Linked DNA regions of Mus musculus: region 1 is linked to region 2. The links are chromatin contacts, called in public promoter capture Hi-C maps. All regions are on one chromosome and are shown on one strand. The core of a region is the stretch at or near the end of the contact, and the rest is flanking DNA. Distances in the headings are between cores, read along the strand shown.

Region 1 (4,611 bases), core at 1,015-3,514, 100 kb after region 2:
GGGGGTGGCACATTAAAGATGTATAGCCCTGCAGGGTTTTGAGTTAGCTGCTTGGGAGAACAGGTGACAGTGGTCATCAGTAGAGGTCCCCAGTCACCTGCTGCCTCAAAGACAGCCCTCCTCCAGAATGTCAGACCTTTGAGTTTACTCTGTCACAGGACAGGTAGAATCTATAACCAGTCCCACTAGCACCCGTGTCTCTAGCTCCAGCTGTAAGCAGGAGCCATGATTATCTTAAGTGAAGGCTGGGCCTCTGCCTTATACTCAGCCCGTCATCTCCTGACCCCCAGCTTTCGTGGATATAAACTTTCTGACCTTAACCATGGAAACTACAGGGTAGCCATGGAGCAGTTAGCGCTGGAGAAGCCAGCTACAGAGTCCCAGCAACTCTTGGGCCCTGGGCTCTGCTCTATAAAAGACTGTGGCTGTTAGCCACAGAGCACTAGCTTCATTTTGCTCCAAATGAGAGGATTTATTTCTTTAAGGATTGAGTATTAATTGTCTTTTTTTTTAATTCAGTAAGCGTTGAATGAAAACCACTTCTAAAATGTGTTAGACCTGTATGACCACAGATTGTTCCAAAGAACACTTCACTGCCTCGGCTACTCTCAAGTGAGTAGCCTCTGACCAGGCTCCCAGGATTCACTGTGAAGGATGAATGGCTCCTGCTCCTCATCTTCGGCTAGCTCCAAGAGTGATCTTCTGTGGCCTTCACAGGCAGTATGATAGAGCAAGACGATCCTAAGAAGAGGGAGTGGGGCTTGGTGGGCAGAGCATGTTGGTATGTAATTCATATGGCCCCACCCCTTCAAACATAAACAGAGATAACAATGTGGGCAAGGTCTGGAGCTATTGGAGACTCAGGTCTGGGAGCTGGGCTCAAAGGAGCTTATCTTTTCCCCTCCCCCTCACTGGTATCTGCTGTGGCCCTTCTCTCTCAGGATCTTGGTGAGAGCCAGAGCACACATGAGGACGGCCCCTAACCGAAGTGAAGGAGCCATGAGTCCACAGTGCTGTACTGTGGATAACAGGGCTTTGACAGTCTTGGTTTGGCTCCCAAGGCCAGTGACGGTGACAGTGACATGATGATGAACATTCATGAATCCCACACACCACTGATGGATGGAAGGAACATCTTTGGCCAGTCTGAGTATCTAAAACCTAAGCATTTCCGGTCTAATTGGCAGTGATCACAGCCAACAGCTAAAGGAACATGTATCTTAAGTGACCATTAGTCCAACGTCTGCATGCAGATGGAGTCACTGAGGAGCAGGCAATTTGTCAAAGGTCAGAGCCACACTACAGCCCTAGCAAGAGAGCAAGGGGTGGGTTGGATCTCCTTTATCACCCCCCCCCGCCCCCCACCTCCCAACCCAGGGCTCAGGTCCCTTGGGTCCTCCAGGCAGGCAGCAGTTTCTGTGTTGCTCTCCCCTGCTGCTGTCCTGTGCATTTTAATTGCTTACACTTTCTCTTCTCATACCCTGGGGTAATTTTACAAAGGGCACAACTCTGACATTCAAAAAAAGCACATATATTCTCAGGCCATTTAAATCCCTTTGATTAAAGAGGAAAATAACAATTGCAAGAGAGACCTGTGCACACATGTGCACGTGTACACACACACACACACACACACACACACACACACACACGCTTAATCCTGACTAGTCCATACAGTCCTGAGTGTCAATGGGATTTTAACCACTTGAACCACACCGAAAGAATCACCCACAGGGGGTCACAGAGGAGAGACCCATGAGGGCTAAAATCACAGGGCAGTCTGGCTGCTCTTTCTTGGTGTCTTGAGAGTCAGTAGTCTGACTGCTTTTATAGGAAGTATTCAGACACAACACCCGAACAGTGCAGATTAGGGCTTCCTTAGGGGTGGGGGGGGTCACAAAGGGTGCAGTTGGGGCACAGTCCTTGTAAGCATATGGAGTGGCTATCAGCCTAACAGCATGAGACTAAAAGGCAAGCAAGCAAAGGAGTTAGAGGGTGTTTGAATACTCACTGACCGCCCAGTGACGTGAGCAGGTTGGTCAGACAGGTGGGTTTACGGGGCTTTGCTTTCTTGTGTGTGTGTCTGCCCTCTCCAGGCCTCAGGTCAATAACCGCTTCTCAGGAGCCAGAAAGTCTGGGGCCAACACAAAGGGAAGTAGTGGATGGGGTGGGGGTGCTGAAAAACTTGCCTCCCTCACAGGAGAACCGCCCACCAGCGAGCATGTACAGCAGTCTCAGGAACACACTGTTCTCTTTGTTGGAGCAGAAATCTGTTCAGTGCTGATTATGCAGGCCGATGAGTGGGCCTCTCTCATTTTTTCCTCTAATCTGGAGTCCTGCTCAGCGAGCACAATCGCAGACAAACGATCCTGGAAACAGAATAAGCTTTCTTGCCATCCCCTGTTCCGGAAGCATTGCGAATGCCTGCATCTCTTACTCCCAAGCAGAGGTACACCACTGACTAGACTTCAGGACCTCTGAGTCCCAGCCAGGGGACCTCACACCATGGAAAGACTGTCCTTCTGACCTGCCTCTAACAATGGAATCCAGTGCCCAGGAATGAGCAGCAGACAGTCTTCAGAGGAAGACGGTCAGCTTCAAAATGCAGGTGATGTTTTAAAAGCCACTACGCTAAAAGGCATGTCCAAAACAAATCACTCACTCCTCTGGTTTGGGATATTGGCCTCGAAGGGGGTCGACGGAAATGTTCCTTTTCCTGACAGGGATGTATGCAGCAGGGGTGGGCACAGGTCTCTGCAAGACTGATTGAATTGCATGCCATAGAATTGGACTTTTATCTGTATAAAAGTTATAAGAAGATTCCTGTGTAGAGGAGTTTCAGGCCATCTGACATGTAAGGTAAGATATGCAGGTCAGAGAACTTTCTGAATAAGAATAGCAACATTGTAAAGGTTCAAAAAATAGTTTTACTCTTTGCAAAGGGTAACGGAAAAGCTTAGTAAATAAAAAAAGATCTAATTATTTAAATTCTTTTGTCAGTCCATGCTTTCAACCCATACATCAGGGACAGCGCCCAGCAATTAATGAACAGAGTGAGTCTGATCCAAAGTGGTGCCCTGCGTGTTCACACAGCAGGAGAATTTCCATGCTGTCAGTCCTCACCTTATAGAGTCTGCCTGTGCTGGGCCAGTCTCATCCTCAAACCCGCCCCCACAGTGCCTCGAAGCTAGGTTCCCATCAATGCGGATGACTCCCAACTACAGACCCAGAGGAGCACACAGCCCATCAAGAAACAGAACCCAAGATCTCCATCCAGCCTGCAAACGAAAGCTGGTTCCCGGGATCATATGGGGAGGCTCCAGGTACTAGTGGCATGAGTCTGAACCAGCAGCCTCTCTGAGACTCAGAGGGACTTCTACATCCCAGATTGCCAAGATGACCCAGGTCATTCCAGGACTGCTGCCCCTAAACTAGTACAGGAAGCAATTTGAGCTCATCAAGATGGTCACAGCAAGCCCAAGACGGGAGATGCTCTGTAGCAGACAAGCAAGCAGATGCCAGTCCCACTTCTGTACTCAGGGAAAAAGCAGCATAATCACGATTTATCAAAACATTCAAATCTCGGGAGGCATGTCAGAGTGCAGCCTCGTGCAGTGGTCAGAGTGCAGCCTCGTGCAACGAACTCAGAAAGGCTGTTTAACGCCATGTGCGTGATTTGAGATCTGGATTTTCACCCCCTACATCCAAATTGATTGAAAGAGATATGGGGTTGGAGAAATTAGGTTTTTAAAAATTATGCTTCCAAACATGTAAGTGTCCAGTTTTTTAAAAGCAAAAAATAAACCTAGACAACAATTCCCGAAATACCGAATAGGTTCTTAAATCAAAAAAAAAGTATGTTAAAGGGACTTCCGAGTCACAGCTGTTGTCTAAAACATCAACATTATGTCATCACTGTTAGATATTTCTTCAACTTTCACGGGGGCAGGGGATAGGGAGGGGGAAGATGATGGGTGATAATTAGTGATCTCTAAGCAGTGAGGACATGGTTTTCCTGATGCTGATTGCAGCTGTCAGAAACACAAAGCTAGGACTTAATAAAATGCAACCAGGTGGAAGTGTAAATGCACAAAGCACAATGCATCGCGTGCACTGAGATAAGCAGAAACCACAGTAGCAAAATGTTCTCCGTGCCTCGCAATGCTTAACCCGTAGCTTCGTCCTCTCCACCCTTTCTTCTGACCAGTTAAGAGTTCTTCACATTCTTCCTAGACTTCAGACGTCTGCTGCTTACCTCGCTTCTCCCTCTTCCCTAAAGACATCCCAGGCACCTGCCTCTGGGCATTCTTGTCTACCACGAATGTATCCCACTGTGTCCTTCCTTGCGGGTGCACTGTCTAAGTACCATCTCCTTCTTTTCTGCTTCCCTGGCCATGCTGTGAAATGCTACAAAGAGAGATTCTCAACCGCTGTTAACTCTTTGGTGGAAAGCTCACACTCTGCTGACTGTTGAAGGGGGCAGCAACAAGAATTTGCAGGTACAAGAGCATCACATAGAGCAAGACTCTTACAGTGCTGAGCCCAGAATAAACACACTCAACAATCCAGTAGGCTACTTCCCTAACGAAAGCCAAGGTGCCCTACTCATGT
Region 2 (4,628 bases), core at 933-3,432:
GGAGTAATCGTGAAGGCCAGATAGCCTGGTGTATGCTGCGGAAAAACAACAACCAGACCCCATCTCAAGGTAGGTGATGGCTGGTGTTTGAGCTTGTCTCTGACCTTGGCACATGCACTATGGCATGCGCGCATACACGTTTACACACATAAATGTGCACATACACCCATTAGTAACTCAGCTTCAGTCATATTTCCCTTTGTCTTCTATCAGGGAGGGATGAGAAGGGCGGTCGTCAATCTTACCTAACAGGGACTAATGTTAGAACACCCCTCTCCTAACAACAGATGTGCTGTCTCTTCCTGGCTGAGGAGCCTGCGGCTGCTGGGCTCGGATCTGACTGCATCAGAGGAGAGACAGCAGCGGTGTGCACAGTACTGGCCTCCTGGAAGGAGCAGTACTTGCCCATGAAGACGACATCCTAACAAGTACCCTCAACTCTATTCACACCCACCCAGGCTTCCATGTCTCTCAGCAGAGAGAAGAAGCTGAAGCTCTCTCTGAAGAGAGCAGCCTCACGAATTCCTCTGGGATTTGGTGACTCACTCCTTTCCCAAGGCCAGACCATGGGCTCAGGAAAGGCTTCAGTCTTTCAGTCCCTGCCACAATCATTGTCATCTATATGTGTCTGACATATTATAAAGAAATTGGGGACTGGCAAGACTGCAGGATTCTTGTCTAAGTCGAAGGCCCTGAGACCCAGGAGAGCTTCAGGTGTAAACTCCACTCTGAAAGCTAGCAGCCTGGAAACCCAAGAGGAGCTGGTGTTTCCACTCAGTTGAAGGCACACACACACACACACACACACACACACACACACACACACCTACCCAGAGTCCCAGTTTAAGAGCTTTGTAGGAGCTCCCCTTAGTCAAGGTGGGGCCAGCTTAGTGTTCCACTTAGCCCTCGTATGTCTGGTCTGAGGGAACACTGGGACCAGCTACCTGCTTTCCTCTGATTACTGATTACAGATTCAACGTTAATCTCCTCCCCAGACACTGCCGCAGACATCCGCAGAATGATGTTGGGCCAAATATCTGGGAGGCCCATCAAGTTGACATATACAATTAACCATCATACCATCTCTGACAACTGGCACAATTATATTGCCTTTGGTTGGATTTTTATTTGAATCTGTACTCTGGGTAAGAAGGGTCCAGGTGAGGGGAGGGTTGAGGGGAGAGATGCACAATAAGAATCTTAAGCAGGAGCCGGGCATGGTGGCGCACATCTTTAATCCCAGCACTCGGGAGGCAGAGGCAGGCGGATTTCTGAGTTTGAGGCCAGCCTGGTCTACAGAGTGAGTTCCAGGACAGCCAAGGCTACAGAGAAACCCTGTCTTGAAAAACCAAAAAAAAAAAAAAAAAAAAAAAAAGAATCTTAAGCAGGGCTGGAGAATTCCTTCCACGAGGATGCAACTTTTCCTTTGACTCTCCCTCCTAATAAATCCTGCCCACGCCCCACACCCACCCCCAATCCTTGGACACACCAAGTATGACTTCCCCCACTCCCTGGCAAAAGAGAGAAAGAATGCAGTTCCCTGGCACATCTCATCTGTTCCCACACCTTGGCATATGCTCTGCCTAGTTTGCTTCCTAACTGCTAAAACTACAAGGGGCAGGCAGTGCCTTCCATTCCAGATCCCTAGGGTAGCTCAGGGGGCCAGCCTTCCCACGCTGCAGCTCGAAGCATTACTACAACATCAAAAATGTTCCACTGGCGGTTTCAAGATTCCTAAAAAATAGATTCAAAACATCTTTAATACTCTCTGAAGAAGCGATACATCACAGGAAAAGCTGTAACCTTTAGTATTGCTGATATTATCCAGGCCGTGGGCTGGCTTGGACGGCAACCACAGCCAGTTCTTATTCCTGGTGGCTGTGGCTGCAGCCCCAGGTCTAGGACCCTTCCACCCACTATTGGAGGAAGCAGCCGCCTGTCTGAGTATTTGCCTAAAGTGCTTTTGCGGAATCTGAAAGGAGTCATAGAACTCAAAGGCAATGCTTTTCAAGACACAGCCTTCTATTAACACGATATCCCTGAAAATAATATCTCCTGTCTCCAGCACTAACGTGCCGTGTACGGAATGCATTTCCTGCTTTCTCCCCTCAACATGGAGCTGTGAGCAAAGGCTTGCGACTGAGCCTCTGCACTGCAAAAGCCAGCCAGGCACAGGCAGAGCTCAGTGCATTACACATGAGCATGGTGATGACCAAACACTATCAAGCACCGGGGTATAGGAGTGTGTAGAGACCTGCAGGGACTCCCTCGGGGTCTGTGAAAGGTGCCACACCTGTCTAGAGGAGCATGAAAAGGCAGGAAACGAGACACTTGGACTTGCTGTATTCTTTACCCTCATTTCTTTCTGAAGGTTAGCATTATGGGTAGGTAATTAACGCAAGCAGGGAGGAGGGGACAAAAGGCTGGAAGTAGAGCTCTGAGATGCTCCCATTATCTCTGACAAGTAGATGCTGTTTCTCTGTCTGCAGGATATTCCCATTTCTCCAACTTACAGTTTAAACCTGGATGGGCAAATAGCCTGAGATATGGCCTCTGCTCTAATAGAGAGAAAGCCCAGGCACAGGCAGCAGGAACATAATGTAGGCTCCCCCTTAGCTTTGGAAACCAGATGTTTCCAGGTGATCTCCTTGCCTCTTGTCCAGCTCTGAGCAGGCCCTGCCGTGAGCTACCAGAGGCAGTGATACGGTGGAAACCTCAAAGCCACAGTTCACGTGCTCTGTGTCCTTGGTGGATTGGTAGATGTCTCTGAACCCAGTTCCTAACCTTTTATGGGAAGGATGGAATAGGAGATGACCTGGGGAAATGCAGAACAAAACTATACTGAGCTTTGGTCTTAACGCAGTCAGAATGGCTAGCATCATGAGAGGAAACAAGAGATGTCAGGGAGGCTGGGTGAGCAGAGGACCCTCCCACAGTGCTGGTGCTAATATAGTGGGAATCATATGGAAGTTACTCAGATAATTAGGATGCAGTTTGCACACAATCCAGCTATATCACTCTTGGCTATACACTGGAGGAATCTAAGCCAGCCGATATCAGAGATACTTGCGCATTGCTGCTTATTACACCACTAGGCACAAGAGCTAAGGGATGGAATCAGACTAAGTATCTGCCAATGGGCGAAGAGTTGAAGAGAGTGAGGTATATATACACAGTTGAATATTATCCAGCCATAAAGAACATCATGTCGGTTGCAGGAAAGCGGATGAAACTGGAGAAATAACTCACACACAGAAAGGCAAATATTGCGTTTTCCATCACACAACAACAACAACAAAAAAGAAAGGAAAGAAGAGGGAGGGGGAAGTACAAATGGGAAGGAAAGACAGGAAGATAAAGGGGGAGAAATGTAATCCGAGGACATTATATACATGCATGACATATCTGAACACTTTATAATATAACCCATCATTTTGTAATTAGTGTATGCTAATTAAATTGACAGCGCGCACACACATACATACATGTACATTCACATATGTACATGCAAGGCACACACACATACATCACATACACAGAAAACGGCTGCAGAAACCACATCCTGGGTCTGGCATCCTAAGTTCTGTTCCCCATCCCTCAAATAATAGCTTCTCTTATTCTTATCACTCTAGAAAATGTCTTTGTGAATTGTTTGCTTGATGATTGCAACCGTGTTTCTTTTTAATAAAATCTTGATTTAAAAAGGGCCCGAGGGCATGCTACCTCGAGAGTGTGTGGAAGATAATATTTAGAGACTCGTTCAATCTCTCCTGCTAATGTACGTCGTACATCGCCGTGTTTGTGTCTTTGACTTTATCTTTCTCTTACTTCCCTTGCAAGAAAGGCTACTTGGAAGAGATGAAAATACCAGGCCCTGTCAACCTCTGTAGCCTTCCTGCCACAGCACTGAAGAGTCAAATGAGCCCCAGGCTGGATGTGACCTTCTTCAGGGCACCCTAGTAGAACAGGGGATTGACTGACTGGTCCCCACTGACTGGGTAGGAGGTGACTAGAGCCCCTATGGGGTTGTGGCTGGGAGAAGGCAGGGTACTGAGAGTGTGACATTGTGCATAGGGCTTAAAGGGCCATACCACCACCTGGGTCCTACAAACCGAGTAAAGTCATCCATGTTCGAGGGGACCCCTGACATTTGGGATCCCTTAAGAGGAGGAATTGTGACTACAAGGTCTGCAAGAGCTGGACAGCATAAGAAGCCTAGTTCCCAGGACAGAAGCAGAATGGGTCCTACCAGACGTTAGGAGAAATGATAAAGGAGCTGTTGACAGGGAACAGGAAGCAGCCATGGCCTTTTCTAAATAGAGAGGGCGGTGAAGATGTGACGCCCCAAAGCTGACGCTGCTGAACAGGGCTGACGTGGTCATTTGAATCCAACATCCTCAGTACAAGTGCTCTCTGCTAGGTGACACTGATGAGGGCACGGCCACTCAGCTGCAAACGAGGAATGTGTCTGTGGGGCCTACGGCTGTGAAGCCACCTAAACCAGAATAAGGGGTCAGAGCTGGTGGCAGTAATAGAAGCTGCTCCCTCAGCAACCCCTCCATGCCAAGGCCCTCGGCAGGAGTCTCTCCGAGGGAGAAATTAGGCTCTCATGCCCACCACCTTCTGTG

What was found. Promoter capture Hi-C pulls out the DNA fragments that hold promoters and counts their contacts.
Region 1: a promoter capture Hi-C map of hippocampal neurons shows a contact between it and region 2, with 5 times the contacts expected there. The contact joins two enhancer-like sites. A contact is called at or near these places in 1 of 39 promoter capture datasets (hippocampal neurons), 12 of 484 Hi-C or Micro-C datasets (adipose-derived mesenchymal stem cells, cerebellar granule neurons, cerebral cortex and 7 more) and 1 of 115 datasets of contacts at active chromatin or transcription factors (neural progenitor cells).

What each region holds. Positions count from the first base shown.
Region 1 is chr12:5,266,092-5,270,702 of GRCm38.p6, forward strand. The region is part of intron 2 of Klhl29 (kelch-like 29); the gene reads right to left. Among named protein-coding and RNA genes, the nearest start is that of Gm51980, 14 kb to the right of the region's middle. RefSeq lists an enhancer at 347-3,477. Within about 2 kb of position 2,265, at least 105 of the 459 cell types and tissues checked have an H3K27ac peak or open chromatin away from gene starts, as enhancers often do. A contact at or near this core is called in cerebral cortex, hippocampal neurons and uterus, where this site is marked.
Region 2 is chr12:5,161,284-5,165,911 of GRCm38.p6, forward strand. The region is part of intron 3 of Klhl29 (kelch-like 29); the gene reads right to left. Among named protein-coding and RNA genes, the nearest start is that of Gm51980, 120 kb to the right of the region's middle. Within about 2 kb of position 2,183, at least 16 of the 459 cell types and tissues checked have an H3K27ac peak or open chromatin away from gene starts, as enhancers often do. A contact at or near this core is called in cerebral cortex, hippocampal neurons and uterus, where this site is marked.